2 separate regions of the Macaca mulatta genome follow, and region 2 is linked to region 1. A link is a contact called in public Hi-C data. All regions are on one chromosome and are shown on one strand. The core of a region is the stretch at or near the end of the contact, and the rest is flanking DNA. Distances in the headings are between cores, read along the strand shown. Region 1 holds the start of NGDN (neuroguidin). Region 2 holds the start of AP1G2 (adaptor related protein complex 1 subunit gamma 2).

Region 1 (7,172 bases), core at 3,256-5,755:
AGAAGGGTGGCGAGAAGAAAAAGGGCCGTTCTGCCATCAACAAGGTGGTGACCCGAGAATACACCATCAACATTCACAAGTGCATCCATGGAGTGGGCTTCAAGAAGCGTGCCCCTCGGGCACTCAAAGAGATTCGGAAATTTGCCATGAAGGAGATGGGAACTCCAGATGTGCGCATTGATACAAGGCTCAACAAAGCTGTCTGGCCCAAAGGAATAAGGAATGTCCCATACCGAATCCGTGTGCGGCTGTCCAGAAAACGTAATGAGGATGAAGATTCACCAAATAAGTTCTATACTTTGGTTACCTATGTACCTGTTACCACTTTCAAAAGTAAGTTCTCCATCCCATAAAGCCATTTAAGTTCATCTAAAAAAAAAAAAAGAAAAAGAAATAGAAGACAATAAAATTAATGATCTTGTATTCTTTGCCAATGCTTGTTGGTTGAGTGGTAGAAGAGCTTTACAAAGATTTATTGTACTGTTAGCTCCAAGATTATCTTGTAACAAAAAGAATGGTTGTGTCAGGGCTCAGAAAACGATACTCCAGAGTATGGCACTTTGGCATGCTAAGCACTTTGAACTAAAGGAGATTGGAAGGCCTTAGAAGCAGCCTCAGAAGCAAAGTCTTTCTCTGACCTTCTCCTGCCCTCCTGTCTGCTGCCCTTCCTTCTGCTCCAAGGCAAGCCACAGAAACTAGAATTTCGGCTGGGCCTGGTGGCTCACACCTGTAATCTCAGCACTTTGGGAGGCCGAGGTGGGCAGATCACTTGAGGCCACTTGAGACCAGCCTGGCCAACATGATGAAATTCCATCTCTACTAAAAATACAAGAATTAGCCGGGCATCATGATGGATGCCTGTAATCTCAGCTACTTGGGAGGCTGAGGCAGGAGAATTGCTTGAAACTGGGAGGTGGAGGCTGCAGTGGGCCGAGATCGTGCCATTGCACTCCAGTCACTCCAGCCTCAGCAACAGAGCAAGAATCCGTCTAAAAAACAAAAACAAAGGCCGGACCCGGTGGCTTATGCCTGTAATCCCAGCACTTAGGGAGGCCAAGGCTGGTGGATCACAAGGTCAGGAGTTCGAGACCAGCCTGGCCAATATGGTGAAACCTCATCTCTACTAAAAATACAAAAATTGGCTGGGCATGGTGGCACAAGCCTGTAGTCCCAGCTACTCAGGAGATTGGGGCAGAAGAATTGCTTGAACCCAGGAGGCAGAGGTTGCAGTGAGCCGAGATCACGCCACTGCACTCCATCCTGGGTGACAGAGCGAGACTCCATCTTAAAAACAAAAACAAAACAACAAAAAAAACTGTAACCTCTGTCCCCCAAACCTGCCATAAAACAAAAATTCTACTCTAAATTTCTCTCACCTTTCTGCTGAGAGCTAACCATAAAAAATATTCTCTGACTTCCTCATTTGATAGTCATAAATCCTCATTTTGGAGGGGTCCTCCCTGTAAACCAGAAAGTATCTGAAACAGGTCTCAATCAATTTAGAAGTTTATTTTGCCAAGATTAAGGACGTGTCTGGGAGTGAGGCTTGTGCCTTTTTCCAAAGGTGACTTTCAGGGCTTCACTATTAAAAGGGGAAAAGTAAGCTGGAGGGGAAAAAGGGAGGGTACACTAATCCACATGTTGCAAGAGAAAGGGAGCAGGTAGGGGAATAGTCAATTGGTATTTGTTTCAGGCTCAGTAAATTGGCACACAAGATAAGGTGAACACACAGTAGATCCTTGTAGAGATATTTAACATTTTATCTGTAGCTATCCACTTAGGAACAAAAGCAAAGGCAGTTGCTTGCATGACTGCGTTGAATTTAATTTTTTTCTTTTGGCATAGTGAACTGTGGTCCCAAGTTATTTTCCTTTCACATTCCCTATACCCAAAAGGATTGTTATCTAGAGAGGCTAAGAAAAATCTGAACAGACAGGCCTTGCTGGGTTTCCCCCCCCAGTCTATTTCTGTCAGATCATACTCTTTTTGTCCTGTCACATTTCTACTCACTGTCCATTCTTCACCAAACCTAACCATAAAAATGGACAGTTTTCCCTGGGTCTTTGAATCTTCATTTCTGAAGGCTCCTGTGTCAGGTAAAACTTTAAATAAATTCACCGAACTTTTTTCTTGTTAACTTGTCTTTTGTTATAGGAGTGTATTCTATGACCCTTATGATGGGTGAGGAAAGGTATCACACTTTTCTGCCCCTATAGTTGACAAATATTTTAGATTTTTAGAGATGAGGTCCCCCTCTGTCACCTTTTTTTTTTTAGAGATAGGGTCTTGCTCCATCACCCAGGCTGGAGTGCAGTGGCATGATCATGGCTCAATGCTGCCTTGAACACATGGGCTCAAGTGATTCTCCTGCCTCAGCCTCCAGAGTAGCTGGGACTACAGGCTTAAGTCACCGTTCCTGGTGGACAATTATTTTAATAATTAAGGCTGGGAGTGGAGGCTCATGCCTGTAATCCTAGCACTTTGGGAGGCCGAGGCAGGCAGATGGCAAGGTCAGGAGTTTGAGACCAGCCTGGTCAACATAGTGAAACTCCGTCTCCACTAAAAATACAAAAAATGAGCTGGGCATGGTGACGGGTGCCTCTAATTCCAGCTACTCAGGAGGCTGAGGCAGGAGAATCGCTTGAACAGGGAGGCGGAAGTTGCAGTGAGCCGAGATTCGAGATTGTGACACTGCACTCCAGCCCGGGCGACAGTACAAGACTCCGTCTCAAAAAAAAAAAAGAAAAAAAAATCAAGACCAAAATATGGCAGTGCAATTTGTTTTCTCATTGATGTCATAAAGCATATGAACAAACTAAATTTCAAGTTCCCCAAAAAGTTTATTGCTGATTTAACTAGACAGGTCCGAAAATTTATGTAGAAACAGAAACTTTTCATAATACAAATCTTGATAAAACATTACAAAAGCTACTGGATAATTGACTAAGTATGCTGCAACAGCATCCTGAGCTTCCACACTAGGCCTGAAGCAGCAAATAAATGTCAGAGGAGTGGGGACTGAACGCCCTCCTGCTTTCTTGATTCCAGCAAGACCTAGATACCAGGATTTCCTCACCCCAGCTGCCCAGATACGGGTGTTATTCTTAATTCCAAAAGCAGCTTTAGCCGGGCGCGGTGGCTCAAGCCTGTAATCCCAGCACTTTGGGAGGCCGAGGCGGGTGGATCACGAGGTCAGGAGATCGAGACTATCCTGGCTAACATGGTGAAACCCCGTCTCTACTAAAAATACAAAAAACTAGCCGGGCGTGGTGGCGGGCGCCTGTAGTCTCAGCTACTTGGGAGGCTGAGGCAGGAGAATGGCGTGAACCCGGGAGGCGGAGCTTGCAGTGAGCCGAGATCACGCCACTGCACTCCAGCCTGGGAGACACAGCGAGACTCCGTCTCAAAAAAAAAAAAACAAAACAAAACAAAACAAAAAAAACAAAAGCAGCTTCAAGTCAGGAAGATCTGATTTCTAGACCCAGCTCTGCTAGACGGTTGTGAACAAAAATTATACACTATCATTCACCCTTTCAGTGCTTTATTTCCTAAGGCATGTGATGGGAACAATGAATATCCGTCCAATCTACTTCACCAGCCTGTGAAAAACCAGAGTGAGTGAACACATCTGAAAGCATTGGGTAATGGTGAGGCAGGTCATATTGAAACATGCACTGCTCGAGTCTGAACCAAGTTCTGCTGCTGAAGACCTGGGTGACCGGGGTAAGTCATGTAAATATGAACGGTTCCCCAACTTGTAAAACATTCTTTTCATGTCCCCAACTGGTAGGAGCGAAGAGTGTCGGGGCCGTTTCTCAGCGCCCCACGGTGCACATCAAGAGAGTAGGTGTCCTCGCAGTCAGTTTCTAAACTCTGGCTCTGGGCTTCTCTGGCCCCGCTCTCTTATTTACAGATGAAGAAGGCTCAGAGACCGAGTGACTTGTCCACGGTCACACAAGGAGTATTGTTACAGAATCGATTCCAGGGCCACCGGGTCTGTGAGGAATTTGGCGCGGTGGCCGTTGGATGAGCAGCCAGCAATGGCGGCTCCGCAACGTCGACACCGCAAAGCGAAGCCGAGGCCCGTCACCTAGCGGCCTGTTCAGGCACTACAAGAAAAGTGCCGTGAAAAAAGACTCTGGGTTCTGCGGCAGACGGGAGCCAATAAGCGCTAAGTTCGCGCTGCTAATTCCTTTTTTCTATTGGTCCTTCCAACTGTCAATCAACTATTTGCCTATCTCTTATTGGCTTGCCGTCAATCATTTTACTCAGTCTACCAATCACACGCTCTTTGCCAAGTGCTTTTTTTTTTTTTGGTCCTGACATCGCTGAGTCTGACGAATTTAGCCAGTTCCTTTATTCCATTGGCCAGATCAGACTCCTCCTCTCGTTTATCCCGTTGAGGGCGGAAGTGAGAGAGGCCTTATTCGTATTGGCTTAGGTTTGCAAGCGGCAGTTGTCTATCAAATCTATCAAGACGCCCTTAGCGCTCAGGAAGTACGGAACCGGAAGGGGTGGGCTTTGCGAAGATGGCGGCGCCGGTGAGTTTGATGTGGTTTCTTCCTCTCGTAGCTATTGTGGAGTTTTCCTTTCCCTTCAGCGGCTGGAGGCAAACTGTTGGTACCAGGGAAGGGTGGTGATGAAAGTTGCTTCAGGGAGGCGGCCTCCCTAGAGTTACTGTTCCTGTCCAGTAACTCAAGGGGCTGGCTTTAGGGCGAGTCTGTGAAGAGGAGTGTGAAGGCCCCGAGTCTGGGGTGTCAGACGGAGAGAGGGCAGTTTCCCAACCTAGACGTTCCGCCTTCTTATAATCCTGAGGAAAGAATGACTTTTCTTTACTCCTCCTCTCCCTTCTGTAGGGGGTGCTGGAGTCAGACCTGCCAAGTGCCGTGACACTTCTGAAAAATCTCCAGGAGCAAGTGAGTAGTGTCGCCTCTGGAATAAATTAGTCATGGATTGGCCTTGACTTTATGTACTTCACTTCAAAACTTTGGTGATTGAGATACATGAATGCTCCCAAAAACCGTAAGAGTAAAGTGATGTAATGAAAACCTTTCCAGGCCAGAGTTCTAAGTAATTGATTCTGCACCCAAGGGAATACAAGAAACGCCAAAAAGAAATTATTTGAATAGTTTTCCCTTATTCATATAGCTAAGGAAACCAGTGCTTGGAATGGTAACATGATTTGCCCGTTGGGTGCCCAGGTAATACACACTTAAATACAGAGGCTTCTTGACTTAACGATGGAGGTTATGGCCTGATAAACCCATTGTAATACGAAAATCTCATAAGTCAAAATTTTGGCTTGATGCCGCTGCCCAGCATCACGAGAGAACAGGACGGTTTCTACCGAATGCATATTGCTTTTGCACCCTTGTAAAGTGGAAATTAAGACATAAGTCGGGGAGTTTTGTAGTTTTATGTATTGTAAGTTCAGCCAGTACAAACAAAATTACAGTCCTCCAGTCACTACTGTCCCAGTTCTTTTCTCCTCCCTATGGTTCAGTAAAAGATGGTCTCTTCTTTAAGAAATGGAAAGTTTTTGTTTTTTTTACTTTTTGAAGGACCATCTCTCCTATACTTTCCCAGAAGTGAGAAGATAGTACTATACTTTAGACAGTGTTTCAGGTGATTTTTAGGTGGCATTGTTTAGCTTTTGCTCTTCACAGTTTGCAGACATGATTTGATATAGTCTAGTCCGTTGTTTCATTTGGGCTAATTTCAGGTGATGGCTATAACGGCACAAGTGCAATCACTGACACAAAAAGTTCAAGCTGGTGCCTATCCTACAGAAAAGGTAAGATGTACACAAACAGTAAGCATCCCCTGACTTAACGTTCTCAGTAGTTCTTTCATTGTATGTTTATTGTGTCTTATATATCCTAAGTGCTCGAGCTTCAAACATAAATACGATTCAGTTTCTGTGCTGAAGTCTAGTGGGAAGACAAAGCAAAGCAATAGACGTAAGTATTAATAGTAGCAATCACATTACAGAGTTATGAGGAGTCTCCAGCCAAAGAGAGGGATTAATTAACTGCCAGAAGAGCAGAGGGATTCAGGACAGGCTTCCCAGAGGAGGTGATAGGATTTTGAGGAATAAACAGGAGGGACAGAAAGAAGGAACATGTGCAAATGCACAAAGGCCTGAAAGTATGTGATATTATGGGAAAGGAGGAAGCCGTTTTTGTGATAGGATGTACTTTCTGTGTTATGTGTGGTGGGGGTAGGAAATAAGACTGGAAAAGTAGTCACTCTGAAGATCATTGTAGGCCAAATGAGGAGTTACTCTCAGATTTCATCTAATCTAAGACACTTATTAATTGGGACATATCACTTATTGTGTATATTAAGAAAAAATGTAACAGGCTGGGCCTGGTGGCTCATGCCTGTAATTCCAGCACTTCAGGAGGCTGAGGCTGGAGGATTGCTTGAGCTCAGGAGCTCGGGACCAACCTGGGTAACACAGTGAGACCCTGTCTCTACAAAAGTTAAAAATTAGCCATACATGCTGGCATGTGCCTGTAGTCCCAGCCACTCGGGATGCTGAGGCCAGAGGATTGCTTGAGCCTGGGAGGTTGAGGCTGCAGTGAGCTGTGGTTGTGCCACTGCATTCAGCCTGGGTGACAGAGCAAGACCCTGTCTCAAAAAAAAAAAAAAAAAAAAAAAATTCCTCATGACATAATACCAAGATGCCAGTGACTGAAACATGCATCCTGATTTCAGAGATGTTAAAATATGAAAACAATGTGCATCTTAAAATTGAAATATGCGCCTGTAATCGCAGCACTTCGGGGGGCCAAAGTGGGAGGATTGCTTGAGCCCATGGGTTTGAGACCAGCCTGAGCAACGTGGTGAGACCTGTCTCTACAAAAAAATAAAAAATTAGCTGGGTGCAGTGGCGTGTGCCCATAGTCCCAGCTACTCGGGAGGCTGAGGTGAATGGATCGCTTGAGCCCAGGAGGTCGAGGCTGCCATCAGCCACAATTGCACCAGCGCACTCCAGCCTGGGCAACAGAGTGAGACTGTCTTAAAAAAAAAAAAAAAAGGGGCCTGGCTAAGAAAAAAAGGTAGCTCACACCTATAATTCCAGCACTTTAGGAGATTGTGGCGGATAGATCATCTGAGGTCAGGAGTTCGAGACCAGCCTGGCCAACATGGCAAAACCCCATCTTCAC
Region 2 (7,172 bases), core at 1,873-4,372, 97 kb after region 1:
CCCCATCCTGTCTTGAGTATAGGGGTAAGAGAGAAATGGATCAGGAAGCTCTGGAGGAAGGAGGGCAGAGGGCCAGGGGATCAGTGGCACAGCCTAGGTAGACAGTTGGGACTATTACCTAATGTTCCTGTCACTGTTGAGTAGGAAGCGGCCAAGAATGTTGACAGCTAGAACCTATGAGAGGCAGAAGCTGGGGTCAGCCAGGAAAGAAGCAACCTGCTCAGCCATTGAGGAGTGAGAACACATTGGCGCAACACGATGGGGCTAGGAGGAAGAAACCAGCAAGCAGGACCTGTGTGGGTGAGGTGGTGGGCGGGGCCATAGTGGGAGAGGCATAAGGGATGATACCCGTAGGCCAGCTGCAGAGCGGATATCCATGATGGTGAGTACTGTCTCAAACAGGACCGCATTCCCGGCATTTCGGCTGGTGTCTGTGTTAGTGGCCACCTGAGTGGAGGAGAGAGGAGATGTATCTGCTCAGGGCCCTCCTCAGGTCTCCGTTTCTTTTGATACAGGGTCTCACTCTGTCACCCACAGCTCACTGCAGCCTTGACCTCCCAGGCTTAGGTGATCCTCCTGCCTCAGCCTCCTGAGTGGCTAGGACTACAGGCACATGCCAACAAGCCCGGGTAATCCTCAGGTCTCTTGAAGGACTCTAACATGTCATCTGTCCAGCCTTCAACCATCCAACAAAGTTCCCTTAGCCTCTACTATGTGCCAGGGCCAGCCTGGGCACTGGGGCAATAGCACTAAGACAGACTGTGTCCCTTCTTCATGGAGTTCACTGTCTAGAGGAGACGGAGAGGCAATGATATGGCCACTGCACAGTGAGGAGTCAAGTGAGGGGCACCCAGGGCTGGTGGGGTCTCCAAGCAACACAGCTAACCAGTGCCCTCCTCCCAGCCCCGACCTGGGCCAGCAAGTCATTCATGGTCTCACTGCTCTCCTCGTGGTTCCGGCCCAGGATCCGAAGCAGACGAAGTATCTGGACCTGAGGTTGGGTTGAAAATTGAAAGGTGAAGGGGTTCACAGGATAAGGAGTCATGGAGCTGAGGAGAAAACTCTAACATGGAGGAGAGCACTGTGAGGGTCTGGCTCGCTCCCTAGATCCTCCCCACACCTCCTCACCTCCACAGGTCCCTTGGTCCTGGGAGGGGAACAGAGGTGTCTGAGGCCAGGGGAGTTTAGGACAGGCTTAAAAAAAAATTGTTACCAAACTGTATTTTCCTGACTTTTAGGCATTCTCTCTCCCCTCACAGGTCCTGGGATGACCTGAGCAATCCTGTGCCTGCTATTCTGCTGCCCAGGACACTGAGAGGGCCAGTGTTCTCTTGGAGGAGACCACTGGTCATGGTCTTACTGCTATGCCCTCTCTGTTCCAGGGATACAGCAGTGAAAGGTCACCCCACCTGCAGGAAGGGGTCGCTGACTCCAGATATGCTGTGTTCTGTGGAGTATCCCGTTGTCACCAGAGTCCGGAGGATCTGTACCAGCTGGGGTACCACCTGGAGGGAGGGCACAACTTTGGGCATTTGTTCTAATCCTCTCCAGCTAAAGCCCCATTCCTTCCCCACTGACCCTCTCTTCAGGCCCAGGGCCTGCCCCTTCACCAGCCCACCTTTCGGAAGTGCCTGAGGGCTGCAGGGCTTCGTTCGCAGAGCTCCGTGATCAGCGTGATGGTGCCCAGCAGGATGCCTGGGGTCAGGGTCGGGGAAGTGAATGGTGGGGGCCAGGGGCAAGAGAGTCTATTGCGTGTGTGCCTGTGTGTGTCCGCTACCCTTCTCCTATGAGCTGGTGTTCCCATCCAATTTTCAATTCTTCTGTCCACAGAGCTGAAGCAAAGGATGGGGAGCCCCACAGCCTTACCATGGTGACGCTCGTGAAGCAGGTGGACACAGGGTGGGAGGAAGACGCTGGAGAGTTCAGGGACCTTCCGGATCATGTGCACTGCAGTCAGAATAGCCTGCAGAGGTCCGGGGCCTCAGACAGGGGTCAGAGGGGATTGACCCCTGCATCTACTACTATATGGCACACAGCAGGCAGTATCTGCAGGAGCAAGTGCCAGGAGTCCCACCATCTCACCTTCTTGCGCACGTAGGGACTGGGCTGCAGGAGCAGTTTCTCCACCTCTGGGGCCAGGTCTCGGCACATCTCAGCAGAGCCCATGGTGCTCAAAGTGCACAAGGCCAGGCCTTGTACTGGCTGAATCCCCTGGCTCAGGTCACTGCAGGGTTTGGGAGGACGGTCAGTCAAACCTCTGAGAAAATCAGTCCTTTTCAATACCCACAACAGGCAGTCCCCTGGGATTTCCAAGGTCCCTACTCTCCCATCTCCCTGATTCCAAGTGATTGCCAGAACCCTCTCACTTCTTGATGCTGTTGGTAATGAGCAGGTGGGCATCGTGCCTCTCATCCAATAGAAGCATGGCCCCCAGGTAGCCCACCCTCTTGTCTGTGAATCTGGAGGAGGCGATCAGTTTCAGGCACTCCATCTATAGTCAAGGGGGCAAACCAGGAAGAGGCAGGGGTGAAACCACAGACACTCACATCCCTGTTCCATCTTCCTCTTTAAAACCAGATTAACCTGTGGGGCATCCTATCTCATCACTCTCCCTTCAACAAGAGGAGAAGCTTAGGAAATTCAGGCGTTAGTGGGTAGGAGGAACTAGGAGTTGAGGAGGATGGGAGAGGAAAGGAGGAGGTGCCTGCCCTAAACGAGGCTGGCCAGAGAATGAAGGGTTCAGGCCAGATGATGACCAGTAGGGGTAGCAATGGGGAAAGAGGTTTGCAGTGCAGCCTGTGATGACTCTGAAATTGTAGAATTTTAAAAACCAGGGCATAAACAGGTGAGAGAGTCCGTGACTCTGCCCCACTAGCCTTCATCAAGCTCAGGAGGGAGGTATTCCTGGCCAGTACCTGTCCAAAGTGGGCGGGGTAGCCCAACATGTGGACGTAGAGCAGTTTGGCCAGCTGCCGGTGCCTGTGCACTGGGTCCCCATCGCGGAAGGAGGCCCGGATGTGGGCGCACTCCTTTTGGATCACCTCCCGCTCCTGGGCCTGAGTCTTGGCCCCGCGAATCTCTTCGATGAGGTCCTGAAGCTTCAGCGAAGGCGCCACCATTCTGACTGGCAGAGTCCGGGAGTGAAGAAACACTCTCTGGCCGGGCGTGCCTGGGTTTTCGGCCCAGGCGCGTCCTGTGTCAGGACCCTAAGAGCCCAGGTCCCACAGGTACCCTAAAATTGCTCCCGCATTTTACCTTTCCCGAAGTAGGTCTCCAAATTCCGCGACCACCCCACCGCCCGAGAAGCCCACTACGCATGCGTCGACACCCTACCGGCGCCCCTTCCTATTGAGCATGCGCTGGAGCCCCACCTATTTCTCCCGTTTCCTCCCCCTACCTGGTACCCCATCCCTAGCTTAGCCATTGCTTTCTTTCCACGACCCTCCGCTGTTTCTTCCGCGAGCTTCCTCCCCCGATTTCCATCTCAGGCAGCGGCAGCGACAGCCTGCCTACCCCCACGACTCCAGCCTCACCTGGCTTCTGCCTCAACTCCGCTCCTCTGCCCCCCAGCGCTTCCTGGTACGGGGCAGAGCAGGGGTTGGTGATCAGTGCGGTCCTTCCCTCTCCCCGCCTCCACCACGGGACCCCGCCCTCCTGGGCCGACTGCAGAGCCTTCCTGGATCCTCTGACCTCGAGCCTCAGGCTTTAGCGGACAGACAGCATGATAGGCCTGGAGTTCTTCAAGAGGCCTCCTCGCACATCGTCACCACCCGGAGAGCCTCAGTTTGGATTTGAAGCCATCGCACCCCAAAGGAGATGACAATCCCCCCCCTTTTTTGAACTTTTTTATTAATATATTTTTTTTTTGTTAAATTTCTTTGTATTTTTTTCCTGCAAGACTTGGTGTTGGCGGCACTGTTGTAGTTTAACTTCAATCCCAAATTCCATGAAATAGAAATCAGAAGTAAAGGTTGAGAGGGGAGGAAGGAGGGAGGCAAGCCAAGGAATAAACAGAGTTTGACTAGAAAAAAAGAGGGTATGTGTGGTGGGCATTCCCGGGCAAGGCCATTCCTTGAGGGAGGGGGTTGGCAGGCAGCTTGCCTCTGCCTCATGCAGGGGAGGGAGGAAAGATCCCCTGGGGACCCTACAGTCCCCTCTTCCTAGGGCTTCCTGCTCCCAGGGGAAAAGCTAATACCAGAGAGGGATCAACCACAACCTCAAACAGGGCTCTCCACCCACCTGTCACCCAGGTTTGACTCCCACCTCTGCCCTGCCTGGGAAGCATGTGAGATCAGCTTTCTTTGATCCCCTCCTTCTGTTGTTTTCCCATTTCACAAGATTCTGATGTGAAGGGGGAAGGGACATAACCCATTTTGAGACTACTAAACTTGTCACAGCTTCTGCTTCCTTGTGAGCTCCTGTTATCTTGTCTGGTCCTATCCCCAAGAAGTGCCTCCCCCGACCACAACTCCCAGAGTTGGGGTGTGGGGGCCTTGCTCAAGTGCCTCTAACCCTCTGCAGTAGAAATGTCTTCTTCAGGCCCCTTAGGAATTTAATCAAAGGCCACAAGTGAGTCCAGACCAACCAAATAAACTATTGTGGGGGAGACAGAAGGGTGGGAGAAGGCAGTGGCAAAGTCTGGGCGGGGTGGACTTGACTGCATTGGATATTCTCTGTTCCTTTACACGTTGCTCTTGGCATGGCATGCCACCAGAGGGGGCTGGAGGAGGGGCTGGCCGATGAGGAGAAAAAGAGGGAAATGGTAGGGAGTTATTCTACTTTTCACTTCCCTTCTCTCCCTCAGGGAAGGATGGAATTGGGCAGGAACCCAGCTCAGTGCTTGGAGGTGAGCTAATAGCCTCCAAGATTAGAGGTGGAGGATGCACCTCCTGCAGCTTTTTCACTAGGCCTCAGAGGGACAGCAGGCCCCTCAGGCTAGGGAGCCACAGCAGCGCAGCCTGTCCCTTGCCCGGCATTCAATCACTCCTTCTTCATTTTCTTCCTCCTCCTTTCCATTCAGCTTCCAGGAGTCTCCTTAGGACACCAAACCCCCACCCGCATCGAAGTTGAGGTCTAAAGAAAAGGTGGGAGGGCGTGGGGCAATGGTCTGACTTAGATTTGTGTGTCTCAGAGAAGACAGCAACTCTGAGAGAGAAAAGCCCTTCATATGTAAACAATCTAGAGAAAGAAGGGGTTGGAATGGGGAAGGGAGTGAGGAACACAGAGACAGATCCAGAAGAAATGAGATAATCTGAAAGAAGAGAGGGAAAGAGAAAGCGAGAGAAAAAAAACAAAGGAGCACAGAAAAGAAAGGAAGAAGATAAAGAAAGATAGGAAAAACAGCCAGGAAGAGGAGAAGAGAAAAAAGGCAGGTCAAAGGGGTGAAGAGGCACGCAACCAAAGCCAGAACCAGGCCAGGAAGTAGCCTCAGGTGAGGAGCTGGGAGAACAGGAACGCCAGGCTGAGGTCCAGGAGGGCCACGGCTCCCACCACCAGGGGGTTGGCAGCTCCCTAGAGAGACAGAGGGGGAAGCAGACTCAGTCCCCAAGGACAGTGCCCACCTTCCTGCCCTGGCTGAGGTGGCAGAGCTGAAGGGTCTCAGGTACCTCCCTGCAGAGCCTGGAGCAGGGGGATCGCCAACATTTGTTTTGGATTGCAAAACCCTGTCTTCTCCCAGGCAGGGCCCCACCTTTCCTCTGGCACCTTCAATACAGGGACAGCCCTTCCACCTCCTCCCTCTAGTCCCCTCCCATCAGCATATCATGTGTCCCAGGCAGGAGGTGCCTGGCCTTAGTAGCAGACATTGGCAGCAGCAGCCAGTACTGCAGCAACGCAGAGGGATGAAGGGGTGAGGATGTGGTTGCTAGGAAACAGAAGGCCTAGAGCCCAATCAGAGTAGAGGGTTCTAGGGACACTCCACCTCTCCCGGTTTTCTGCCTTCTTCCCTATTTCAACTTCTTCCCAGGAGAGGGAGGGAGAGTCAGGGTAGGGAGGGAACAATCTTTTCCTTTTTTATTTCTGGGCACCAAAGAGAGAAAGTGCGGAGGTGGGGGTGGGGGTGGAGTAGGAAACTCAGAGCTGGAAATGATATGGAAGGAGAACGGGGGAAAAATATTCTGGCTCTCCCATTGATTATTAGTTTATAACCCTGGGCAAGTTACTCTAAGTGCTCTGGGCCTCAGTTCCCCCATCTGTCAAATGAGGGAGTAGGCTTGTAGGCGTGTAAGGTTCCTTCCAGCTCGAGCACCCTCTATTTTTTTGAGGTGGGATGTGGTCCAAGACTGGCCAGGCAGAGGAAGCCGAGTGGAGATAAAAAGCCCCCTGGCGATCAGACAGGTCTGGAAAGGGTGGGAGGCAAGGCTTTGGGAGAAGAGGACACACAGCAGGGACAGAGGATCTCACCGGCTGGGCAGGCCTCTCGGTTGCAGCAGGCTCCCCGAGTTCTTCTGTCAGGCACCCAGCATCAGGACCCCTCGAGGACGAGCCCCTCAGGACCAGCATAGCGATGGGCTCAGGCTCCGTGCCTGCTGGGGCCCTCAGCAGGGGCAGGGGCTCTTCATCCTCCCCCTCCTCCTCTCGAAGACTTCCTGAACTGTCGCTGCAGCCTCCAAGGAGTGGGGAACCATCTCTGGGCCCTGGCCCTTGCATCCCAGCCTCATCCTCAGCCTCATAGCCAGCTAGTTCCTCTGCCTGTGCGCCTGGCCCCCCCCACTCCTCAGGCCAAGCTTTGGGGCTGGAGAAGGGACCCTGGTCCCCTCCAGGAGGCAGTGGGCTCCGGCAGGCAGGGGGTCGCCAGGGTTGGCGGGAGGAGGCAGGACTGCTGGGCAGTTCAGGGGATCCCTCTGAGGGAGTCAGTCCGTTCTCATACACCCCAGGGCTGTCCTCATCCAGGGGCTCCGTGTCGGAACCTTCTGAGTCCTGCCTGGGTCTGCGGCCTGGGTAGGGATAGCTGAGAATCAGAGGGGCCTACCTGGCCTTGGGCTGGAGTGGCTGCAGCTTTATTCCTGACTGGGCACTTCCCAGGACTTTGGAATTCCCAGGCTCATAGCCTGTCACTGCCAGACTCCAAACCCCCCATTAACCTATTGCATACATTCCCAAGTCCCACTCCCCAGACTACCAGGTCTGGCCCCCACCCTGTGTTCCTTGCACCCTCATTCCTTGTTTTTTCC

What was found. A called contact is a pair of places that touch in the nucleus more often than the background predicts.
Region 2: a contact with region 1 is called in a Hi-C map of fetal cortex germinal zone, with 2.7 times the contacts expected there. The contact joins the promoter of AP1G2 here to the promoter of NGDN in region 1. A contact is called at or near these places in 7 of 14 Hi-C or Micro-C datasets (CD4 T cells, blood, cortical neurons and 4 more).

Annotation. Positions count from the first base shown.
Region 1 is chr7:96,563,945-96,571,116 of T2T-MMU8v2.0, forward strand. It overlaps NGDN (neuroguidin), which reads left to right and starts at 4,506. Exons shown (of 11, transcript NM_001266254.1): 1 at 4,506-4,541; 2 at 4,857-4,916; 3 at 5,723-5,794. The coding sequence starts at 4,530. It also overlaps the pseudogene LOC714120.
Region 2 is chr7:96,662,671-96,669,842 of T2T-MMU8v2.0, forward strand. It overlaps AP1G2 (adaptor related protein complex 1 subunit gamma 2), which reads right to left and starts at 3,123. Exons shown (of 21, transcript NM_001267007.1): 1 at 2,916-3,123; 2 at 2,367-2,491; 3 at 2,083-2,224; 4 at 1,867-1,963; 5 at 1,619-1,695; 6 at 1,410-1,505; 7 at 911-991; 8 at 349-447; 9 at 119-174. The coding sequence starts at 3,119. LOC144330176 (a long non-coding RNA gene) reads left to right here and starts at 3,091. Exons shown (of 2, transcript XR_013396119.1): 1 at 3,091-3,227; 2 at 3,571-3,873. It overlaps JPH4 (junctophilin 4), which reads right to left. Exons shown (of 6, transcript NM_001261095.1): 5 at 6,403-6,935; 6 at 5,338-5,511. The coding sequence ends at 5,428.